Linked DNA regions of Arabidopsis thaliana: regions 1 and 2 are each linked to region 3. Evidence: chromatin contacts called from public capture Hi-C data. All regions are on one chromosome and are shown on one strand. The core of a region is the stretch at or near the end of the contact, and the rest is flanking DNA. Distances in the headings are between cores, read along the strand shown. Region 1 holds the start of AT3G43540 (initiation factor 4F subunit (DUF1350)). Region 2 holds the start of AT3G43520 (Transmembrane proteins 14C). Region 3 holds the start of AT3G43580 (Beta-galactosidase related protein).

Evidence for each region. Capture Hi-C pulls out chosen DNA fragments and counts their contacts.
Region 1: a contact with region 3 is called in a capture Hi-C map of seedling, with 2.6 times the contacts expected there. A contact is called at or near these places in 5 of 26 Hi-C or Micro-C datasets (callus, cotyledon, leaf and 1 more) and 3 of 3 other capture datasets (root, seedling and shoot).
Region 2: a contact with region 3 is called in a capture Hi-C map of root, with 2.8 times the contacts expected there.

Annotation. Positions count from the first base shown.
Region 1 is chr3:15,428,755-15,432,394 of TAIR10.1, forward strand. It overlaps AT3G43540 (initiation factor 4F subunit (DUF1350)), which reads left to right and starts at 1,906. Exons shown (of 8, transcript NM_202650.2): 1 at 1,906-2,544; 2 at 2,634-2,691; 3 at 2,769-2,831; 4 at 3,129-3,204; 5 at 3,334-3,449; 6 at 3,579-3,640. The coding sequence starts at 2,309. It also overlaps the pseudogene AT3G43530.
Region 2 is chr3:15,404,554-15,408,144 of TAIR10.1, forward strand. It overlaps AT3G43520 (Transmembrane proteins 14C), which reads left to right and starts at 1,431. Exons shown (of 3, transcript NM_114220.4): 1 at 1,431-1,982; 2 at 2,718-2,852; 3 at 3,007-3,396. The coding sequence starts at 1,535. The coding sequence ends at 3,146. It also overlaps the pseudogene AT3G43510.
Region 3 is chr3:15,500,325-15,504,311 of TAIR10.1, forward strand. It overlaps AT3G43580 (Beta-galactosidase related protein), which reads left to right and starts at 1,692. Exons shown (of 1, transcript NM_114226.3): 1 at 1,692-3,314. The coding sequence starts at 2,668. The coding sequence ends at 3,282.

The DNA of each region.
Region 1 (3,640 bases), core at 656-3,155, 71 kb before region 3:
ATTTGGTGCATGTTTTCCTGTCTTACCCTTTCCAACGATTACATAAGAAGTATAGCACAACTACTCTCAGACGAGCTTCAGAAGGTTTTTTCATAGACAATAACTTTTTCTCCACATCAGGATACTGAATTGTTGCTCCGGGTCCAAACATCTAGCCAACAAAAGTGGTACACCCAAGCTGTCCAAGGGTTTGGGATAATTGTGGCAGTATAATCCTAACATGAGTGCAAATTTTTCGAGAGAATACCGGATCGGTACGCCATTGACAATAAACCATACTTCCTTTCTTATCTAAACATGTTGTACGAATAAATAACAGCCACATACCCATCACCTTATGATTTGGATCCTTATGCATGTGGAAGAAGTGTTTGAATTGTGGGTGCTCCAAAAACCACTTCAACTCAGACTCTTCAAGATGACTCTCCAATAATCCGACTGCCTTATGAAGATAACACTTTGCTGTAATCTTGAATGGCTTTGTATAATCACTCGGACCGAAATACATTTTAAGAGGTTGAAGAGCTTCGGTTTCCTCATCAGAATCCTGCAATCAAGATAGAGATATACCTTAGAAAGCAACATAGATAAATTAGAAATCAAGATAGATATATCTAGTTTATACATAGATATACCTTTTAGTTTTGAAAATTTCTAAGTTAGAATCAAATATAGATATACCTAGTTTCAATATAGATATACATTTTAGTTTCATATAATTTAAAGGTAGAAATCAGCATAGATATACCTAATTTAAAAATAGATATACCTTTTAGTCTCTAAAATATCTAAGTTATATTCGAACATAGATATACCTAGTTTAAATATAGATATACTTTTTAGTTTCATATAATTTAAAAGTAGAAATCAGCATAAATATACCTAATTTATACATAGATAGATTGTTTAGTCTCTAAAATATTTAAGTTATATTCGAACATAGATATCCCTAGTTTTTAGTTTCAAAAATTTCTAAGTTAGATTCAAAATAGATATACTAATTTATGCATTGATATACTAATTTATACATAGATCTACTTTTTAAAATTTCTAAGTTATAATCTCAACAAAGATATACCTAATTCATACATAGTTATACTTTTTTAGTTTCAGAATTTTGAAAGTTACAAAATCGGCAAAGTTCTACTATAATCTGCTAATTGTGTAAAGTTTAAAGTTCATACCGCTCTATCGTCGTTAGAGATTAGATTTGTTGCTTCAGAATCCACTTCAGCAGCCGACGCTACTACTACTTCGTCATTGATTGTCTGTGAAACTACCTCCGCCGCCAACGGCACACCTGCGTTCTTTGTTCGAGCCATTTCTCCAAACCTACAAACAAAATCATTTGGATTAGTACTACTCTTCAATCAATTTCGATCACAAAACCCAATCTGAAATAACTCGGATCCGATTTTAACTTACCCAATTTCTTAGTTTTCTACAGATATACCAAGATCGACGAACAGATCTGTCGTTGTCGTTGACGAGAATTGAGAATTGTTTTACTGGATTTAGATTTACAGTGAAGAAATAAGAAAAAAAAACAGAAAAGAAAGAGAAGAAAGAGATCGTGAATCGATTTTACCGCAGAGAATTTGGAAAACCTAGTGTTTTACTAGGGTTTTATTGGATATGACCCAAATACAATGAGCTTGGATAATTTTGGAATCCATTTATATTGGTTGGGTCGTAAATAATCAATATTTTTAAGGTTTTCTATGTCATTTACTTCTTTTACGGATAAAAGAAAATCATTTTTTTTTCTTTTTTTATAATATAAGTATATAAGATTACTCTCCACTAAAAAGGAGCCCTGAAAATTTCTTTCCACTACATTATCCACATTATAAAACCACATATTTAATAATTTTTTGAAAACTGTTATTTTTGCAATTCACCCTAATAAAAATAACTTTCTGTGAAAAAAAAAAAAAACTTGTTAAAAAAAAAAAAGTCTGACTAAACGTTTGCTTCTTCTTCTTCACACAAAACTGTAGGGAAGAAAAGGAATAATGGAGTTTGGATTAGCCACTTCGAGTTTTCTGGGTACTCAACTAATCCCGGCCACTCTGTTTAGCAAACGAGCTCGAGCTTTGTCTCTCACCGTCACAGCGACCGGTGGCAGCAGAAACAATAAGGTTTACACGAGGCTTGATTCTTGTCTAGTGATTCCTCCTCCTCCTAAATTCAAGAAACCGCGTGCTATTGTTAAATTCTTGGGAGGTGCCTTCGTCGGAGCTGTTCCTGAACTCACTTACAGGTACTTTGATTCTCCGAGTTCATCAAATTTCACATAACCTAAAAGATGTTGTTCCTTTGTCTCTGTGTGATTTGTAGTTACCTTAAGGAGCTACTGGCAAAGGAAGGGTATTTGATAGTATCTGTGCCGTACAATGTTACATTTGATCATGAACAAGCTGCTAAGCAAGTTTATGAGAGGTTTAATTCATGCTTGGACACGATTGTCTCATCTGGAATTCCAAATTCAAACTTGAAGCCTGGAGATTTAGCTGACCTTCCTCTTTTCTCAGTTGGTCACAGGTGTTCAACTTTTCTCTCCTTCCTTAAACCTTATGAATTCTCTGTGTCCTGAATTCTGACTAGTGTCAAGTTTTCAACTTTCTATACAGTAATGGTGCACTGCTCCAAGTTTTGACCGGAAGTTATTTTGCTGAGAAGATACCAAAGGTTAGGTTGATTCTAATCTTCTCTTTGTCTTAATTCTAAGCAAGTGTGACAAAAATGTAATCTCTCTCTTGTGAAAGGTTAATGCCATTATTTCATTCAATAACAAATCAGCGACAGAGGCGGTTCCATATTTTGAGCAGGTAAATATTATCATTAGTCTCTTAAGCTTTGCTTGGTTTAGAGTGTATTAGTGATAAGTTCTTGTCATTGTTCTCTTATATTGTCCTATTTAAAACCTTCACTATATGACTCCAATAGAGATCACAGGGTATGTACTTGATGTTAGCAACCTGTAGCTTATATTATCAGAGTCTAGGCTACAAAAAAGTAGCTCAACGTTCTTACTTGCGATCTTAGGGCTGGTACTATTATCTTCACAAGATTGATTGATGAGATTATGATCGCTTGTATCTTAGATTGCCTATGTTTCTCTGCAGCTTGGTCCTCTCATCCAGCAGATGCTGCCAATGGTGGAAGCTTCTCCAGTATATGAAATGGCTCGAAATGCTTCAGGTGATACTACTTACGCTACAAAGTCTTATTCAAATAGTCTGTCAAACAATGTAGATTATTAGTTGAGACTTTTATAATTCTTGAGAATCAAAAGTAGCTAATTATCTTTGCAATTGTGCTCACTTACAGGTGATGTTTTGAAACTCTTACTTGACACAGCTGGGACAACGATTCTAAACAACGATCAAGAAGCTCTTAAGTCATTTACTAAATTGGTGGATCAATTGCCATCAGTATTTGGTGAGGTATTTCTTCAGTAAGGGACTTCTTGACTTCGTATCGAAGATTGAGCTTTTTTTATGTAAGTCCCTTGTAATTGGCCTAGCCTTAAAAACAATTGAACTTTTCGTTCTTTGTTTCGTTGTTCTATGCAGGTAGGACAAGGAGTGTCAGAATTCAGACCGTCACCACTTGAGAATCGCAATTGCTTCAAGTG
Region 2 (3,591 bases), core at 181-2,680, 96 kb before region 3:
ACATAAGCCAGCTTCATTTGCTTCAAAAAAAGCTCCATCTCTGATGCCCATGAAAGATAACTCCTCCCATCAAATCGCCAAGTCTCGATAAGCGAAAAACCGTGAGTGCTACTGCTTCTCGTATCCAAAGCCTCACAAGCATTTCCATTTGGTGTTCTGCAGCAAGATATGCGGTCCAATGAATATAAAACACCAAAAGGAGAACATGAATAAGGTAACATTCTTACGTATTCTTTAACTGGAAATGCTTAATAGCTTCCTCAGTAGCAGAGAAATTTTTCTTGAACACAGACCATTGGTGTGTTGGGAAACTTATTCCTAACAGAGAACACAACATGAAAGCTTTTTCATCATTCACAAGAGTTGCTTCAGAGTAAAGATAACAAGTAAGTGTGTGTGTTCAAAAATTGTACCTCTAAATTTTGCATCTTTTTCCTTACGAACATGTTTCTTCCCAATCAATAGAGAAGTTTTGCCTTGGTATTTATTAACCATCACATCTTTCGTCTCCGAGAACTATTAAACATATAAAAACAGATTCCAGAAAAATATCTCACAGAACAAATCGAAAATCAAAACCATTCACTAGAATAGAACATAGAGAGTAGAGTAAGCAAAAGTCGTAACCTTATAAAGAAAGCGTTCTTCTTCAGCAACGGAAACTTTTCTTTTATACGCCGGAGGCACTTTCTCCGGTACGGGTGCTTCACCGTGGTCTATGTCATGAGATTTAACTTCTCTGAGAGTGTCTTTCACTGTTTCCTCGTTTTTATCTGTGGTAATTATCTCCGTTGTTTCGCCAGAATCGAGCAACGATTTCTCCATTTTTAGAGACGATTTAGACGGTGGATCTCCGGTGAGGAGGGTTTTGGTTTTCTGCGTTGATTTATTGGGAGACTACACATACATATTGGGATGAAAGACCAAAAACGACGTCGTTTACTAATGCGAAGACCTGGGCAGATGTACCGGACCCATCCGAAAATTTTGGTAATTTGGGTATTCTTAAAACCGTTCAGAAACTTGTTTTTGAAATCAGTGACCGGTTCGGTGATATGAGGAGGTGCACCAATCGGTTACCAAAATATTCTTTAAATTGTCCAATTTTTGCTATAAATCGATGGCAAAATTGTTTGAAATGTTCCGAAATATTGAAAAATATGCCGAAATTATTGGACCAATCGGAATTTAAACTGAGCAAACCGTATTAATTATTGTTGTTTCAATTCAGAACACTTCAGAACCGAAATATATCACTTCAGAACTGAGGAAAACCGTAGTTCAAATTCGGTTAATTTGGTTAGATTTTTTATTAATCAAACAAACCGAAATTCCGAACTGACCCGGACCGAAGTACCGATTGCAATGCCTAATAAAGTAAGATCTAATGAAAACCGGTTTGCAGATAAGACCAATTTAGCCGGTTAAGGTTCATTATTTGATTAACGTTTTTTGTTGTTGATTTTCTCCAAAATCAATCAATCACTAAAATTAGTCGTTAAACAAAAAGCTTGCGAAGAAGAAGACGAAGAAAATGGCGGATTTGATTTTGAGTTCCTCCTCTGCACAATCCTCTCTCCTTCACGTCAGACCTAATCACTATCTACTCAATACCTCCACTGCTTCACCGATCCGAAGTGTCAGATTCCAAAATTCCAACGGTTTTCATCCTCTGGCGTTCGCATCTGGTCACCGACGACTTCCTCTCGGTGCAGTAGTTCCCTCTGACTCCACTAAGACGATCACCAGTACGATTACTGCTAACTGCGTTGATTCGGGAGTCAAAGCTGTTGAAGTCGAGCCTACGATCGATTACGGAGGTGGTGGTGGAATTGGAGGTGATAAATTTGGCGGCGGTGGTGGAGGCGGCGATGGAAATGACGACGGAGGGGAAGACGATAAGGAGGAGAGTGACGGGAAGAAGAGCACGCCTCTGTCTATGTCGCAGAAGTTGACTCTTGGTTACGCTTTTCTCGTCGGAGGTGAGATTCATTGTAACTCTAGGGTTTATACTTGATTCTTCATTGTGAAATTGATTTAGAACTTCGGTATAAAGCTAAGATTATCCAGTTTCTTGTGTAGTAGGTGAGATTCAATTTTGTGAATGTGATGAACTTCTAGGGTTTAGGGTTTACCTGCTTCTTCATTTATACTTTGAAATTTTGAATTTGAAGATCTAACGTGATGTGTTAGGGATAGCAAAATCATCACAGTTCTTTATCGTGGATGAGAATTTGATCAGTGTTCTTGAACTCTAATGTTCTTGGGGAATCTATATTTTGGATGATTTTATCTTGGGGGGTTTTAAGAATTGGATTAGGGATTAGAAGCACACTCATTAGTATTTGTGAGAAGAAAAAGGTTCATAGAGGGTTAATTCCTATTTGCATATTTCCTAGAGATGGAGATGTTACTTGAATTCTGCAAAACTTGGTTTCTGGATCTGACTGTCATAGCTTTAGGTTAAACATGGAGGTTCCTTGTTCTTGTTGATGCCTTTAAGATTCTTTTTATGAGTTGATGTTACTAATGTGATTGAGATCGGAGAGTCCAGGTTAGTTCAGTCTGTATATGTGTATGCTTATTAGGTGAAGTTGAGTTCTCATTTTATTAATGGACTCACAGATATATTGAAACGTATCGAAGAACAGTGATGTTATGCTTGCCTATAAAGCGATACTCAAATGCTCATGAACTGTTAGATGGTTTTGATGTAGTTGGTGGGCTGATGGGTTATCTGAAGAGCGGTAGCCAGAAATCGTTGCTTGCAGGTGGACTGTCAGCTGCTGTTCTGCTGTATGTCTTCAGTCAGCTCCCAACAAAACCTGTTCTTGCATCAACCGTTGGTGTAGGTAAGGAAAAACAATTGTTAATAACAGAGTAGTTGTGTCCAATTTACTAGTTTCAAAAGCTGGATTCCTGAACGGCGGTGATACTAGCTTTTATTTTTGTAAGTCTGATGATGTGGCGTCTAAACATCTGCATTGTTTTGTGTTGTTAAAAAAGTGATGGCGGGTGCGTTAATGTACGTAATGGGAACCCGATACATGCGTTCGAAGAAGATATTTCCTGCTGGAGTTGTGTCGATCATGTCTTTCATTATGACCGGAGGATACATACACGGTATCATGCGCAGCCTCCACTAAGCAGTAGCAAACACTCTCGAGTCTGTTACAAAAGTGTCTTGTCTCTGACCTTTTTCTTTCTTTATGTGTGTGTTTCACGGTGTATAAAGCAGCTTTGCTACTTTGTTTTGTCTGAACCATAAGAAAACTAGCACCAAAACGTTCTAAAGGACTTTATGGATTTAGCTCTGTGGTCAGAATCTAAAAACTCAAATTATTCCCGAAAATCTTCAAACTCGTGGAACCAAAGTACCAAATTTAAAGAGTGAGACAAAAAAAATATATTTAATTTTTTGATTCACGTAAAAATATAGAAAAGATTGAAAAGACTTTCTCTCTCTTTTCTCTCTTAATCTTTGAGAGAGAGAAAGTCTTGTCCGATGTTCCGATTTGGTTTCGGCAACGATCAGTTTTTTAGTGGTGTTGGTCGGCTTTCGTCTAGTGTCGTTGACTCTCTTAGCAATGT
Region 3 (3,987 bases), core at 442-2,941:
GGCTCGAGAGTGAAAGATGAGACATACAAATTGGGATCGTTTGTGAGAGGGTTTCTAATCGAGTAGAGAGAAGATATAACCTAAAAGTTTCAGATCTAATATCCAACCCAATCTAATTTCTTTTCTTTTAATCTCTATTTCTTTATTTTCTTTTCTTACTTAGTAAAAAATTTGGAGCCAACAAAATTTTTACTTTCCCGGTTATCTCTATTATAACGTTTTGAATGTCATATATGCTATCATAAAGCCAAAAACTAAGCGCCACTACGAAATATTTTTGCGGTTAATCTACCATAGCGTTTGTTTTTTCGAAAACGCTATATAATTTTTTTCAAAACACAATTATACCAGAATCATTGAAAACGCTATATTGTATTACTATTAATACCTTCATTTCCTGTAGTGGAAAATGCGGAATGATATCATTTTCAATAATAAACGATGGTCTATTCGGGACATTATAAACAAAGCTCTCATTGACAAGCAACAATGGAATGAGAGTCTACGGTGGAGTGACGCTAACAAATAGCGAGATTCAATTCAAAGAGACCCTAATACCACAACACCTATTACAACCAAAAGAGGACGTAATGACTATTATTCATCAAGCAAAAACTTATTGTTGTTTTGTGGATGCTTCATGGGTCTCTTCTACTGCCACTGTAGGCATAGGCTGGATCATGTACACTCCAAATGCGCAATTTGTACTTTGGGGAATGTCTGCAATACGACCAACGAGTTCGCCGCTTGAAGCAGAAGTCGAGGCCTTAAAATTAGCTATGATTCATCTTTGAAGGCTCGGATATGATGAAGTTCTATTTCCGGAGATGCAGCAGAGCTTTATGAACCCCTCCACTCAGCAATCCACGGGCTGCAACATTCACCTATATTGACATACCTCCAAGAAGTACGAAACTTGGCATCAGGATACAAGTCTTTTGACTTCCTTAAGATCTCACGTAATATCAATCATGTAGCGGATAGAATTACTAAGGATGCTAGAGCTAAAAACTTAAGCCTTGTAATATCCTGAAATGATGTATCTTGATTCCAAGTTAATGCAAAAGGTTGACGACAAAAAAAAAAAAAAAAAATTTATTTCCAAAAAATAATTAAAAACAAAAATTAAAGAATTTTTTTTAATCATATTTCTTGTTTAAAAAGCAAAAAAAAAAAAAAATTAAAATAAATATAAAAGAAAAATATACTAGAGAATATTCTTTATTAAATGGAGGAAGAAATTATTATTAACTGATGTAGCAACATCTACGTCATTATTATTAGGCTTTTAATTATGTTATTCTTTAAACTTGTGTTGGGCTTTATTTGGGTTTTATTACGTCGGTTTGTGTTTGCTTTGGCAACAAGCTTTGACTAGGATTTCTTTTATGTTTCGACCATAACCAGTCTGCTTCTTAGGTTCGTTAGACTTGGTTGTTTTTTTTGATTAATAAAGAGAAAGCTTTTCTCAACTTGAAGTCATTAATACACAAAGCTAAGAACTCCTAGCTACAAATAGATCTTTGAGAATCCATTGATATCCAAAGACTCTTTTTGTACTTACCGCTGCACTATTAACTCACTTAACCATGGTATGCCACATATCATGTTATTAAGAACATGAAAAAGTGTATGTGTAGATAGATTTACCTTCCAAAACCCATCACTCCATCACAAGATAATTTTGGATTTATCTATGCATTAAATTAGAAAATTATAATTAAAAAAACAAAAGTTAACTAAAATAATATTTGCATTAAATTTATCATCCATATTTAGAGAGAAAAATAGAGTGACTAAACTAAAACTCTTTTTTCTCTCGGGTACTAACATCGAGACGCAGTCCCTAACCACCTATTCGGCACCGGTGAAGCTTATGCTTGTCGGCATCGGGAGATCTCCTCCTCTTGTCCCTGGTGTGATCTAATTCTGCTTTTGGCCGTTTTTTTCAATCTACATGTATCTTCAACCGCTTGCCTTTGTTCCACGGTGCCTCAACCCTTCGAGACAGAGACAGGAAGAGCTCTTTCTTGATCCTCTTGTTGTCTGCTCCGCTCTCAACCTATCTGTCAAAGTGGACAAAAGAAGCTTCTTCAAATCCGAGTGAAGCTTCTACCCACCCGTCTTCGTGCATGACAAGAGCTCCACCTCCCCATGCGCATCATTTGGATCCCCCATGGCTCAGTCCCAAGCTATTGGTTTGTTTCTGGTGGCTGGAAATCCTTGAACCGTCAGCTACGACGATTGACAAAACCCTAATCTCGCTGGAGGCTCCTTCTACTGGGCTTGGCCCACATTACCAACAAAAGCACCAGGGCCCAATGTTGATTTATTCGTTGACCATCTTTAAGAATTACGGCCCAACATTAAGAATCATAAAAGCCCATCTACCAGGTTTTTATTAAAGCCCAGATTGTATTTATGCACAATCCAAATGGCAGCCCAAATCCCCTGACTGCTCAATCCAGGCCCATCTGTATCATTTTTTTGGCCAGGAAATTAATAAGGCATCGTCCATTCCCATCTCTGCCTAGGTTTGAGCTGAACTCTCTTTCGTTCATTCTTAGCAACTGTTTGTGTCGTGTTATATGTATAATTGATTGTGGACGTCAGTTGGAACATAATTCACTTATGTTGATAGTCTGATACAAAGTTTTTTTGGGAACCATGCCCTTAAAACCGCTTAGGCACATTATCCATGAAGTTAATAGATTGAAGAAGAACGACATTATCATCCCATTTCTAAGGAGCGGTGATTACCGAAGCTTCTTCAATCTGTCCTTAACCTTTACTCCGAATCGAATCCAGCTCCCACATCAAGAATACTATCTAAGATTGTCGAGGATGCACGACGTTGCCTCCTTTTGCGCAGAACTCATATTTGGCCTTAAGGGTCTTTGGCGCAATAGCTGCTTCACCTTGGAGGGAATTTCAGCTCTGCCATCCTCCTTATCGAGAATTGCTTCAAGTCTTTCCGTTTTCTCCAAGTGGTTCACGCCGGAAACCATTGAAACTAAAGAACATTTTTCAAAGTCACGAATTCTTTTGATAGTGACTATTGTTAAGCTCCCCGAATTTTTTGCCAAAGTGTCTTTGACACACCATGATTTCGCTTGTGATATGTTGCGCAGCTCCTGTCTCCGAGTTCTTATGGATTTATCTCCTATGTTTAATGCTCTCTCAACCTTCCTAGCTACCCTTGATGTAATCTTATGCTTAATCTGCTTTATGTACCCAACCATTCAGTTGATGATCTGTACTCTATATCCTTCTTTGGTTTAATGAATGGATAAGTGGTTCGACAAGCAAAAAACAATTAGAGAAAAAAAAGAATATAAAGATATTGTGGTTTTAACTATAATCATCTATACTATTAATTGAGAATCATTGAAAATAAACAACCTTATGAAGGGTAAAAGATTACATAGAATTCCATTGATTGTTAATTTTTAAATAAATTCATTAAAGATAAAATAGTAATCACAAAATTAATAGATTTAAATTAATATTTTATTAGTTTTCCAAAATTAAAATCATTTTCTCTTTCCTATTAATTATGGACGAAAAATTAAAATTTATTTCTTAAAATTTGTTAACCAATAAGATTTGAAAAACTAGGATTTGATATCCAATTATACTATATTTGTTTTTTCTATATTATTAAACTAACATTTTGGAAGTTAATTTTTATTTTAAAAGATTTTAAAATCATAAAACTTCTTTGATACCATTAATAAAAAATCATAATTTGCAATAGATAAATAAATACAATTTTAGAATTTTGGGTTAAGTATTTTAAAAAATAAAACAAAAATTTTAAGGTTGAAATATCACAATTTCTAAAAAACGAGATTAGATATTACAAAGATTTATAGTTATTATGAATTAAACTAAAAATAACTAATTTAAATTAATTATCATTATGCCGTTCATTTAGAAATATCTAAACAATAAATTGTACATAATAATTTCGAAATATTTTGGGTT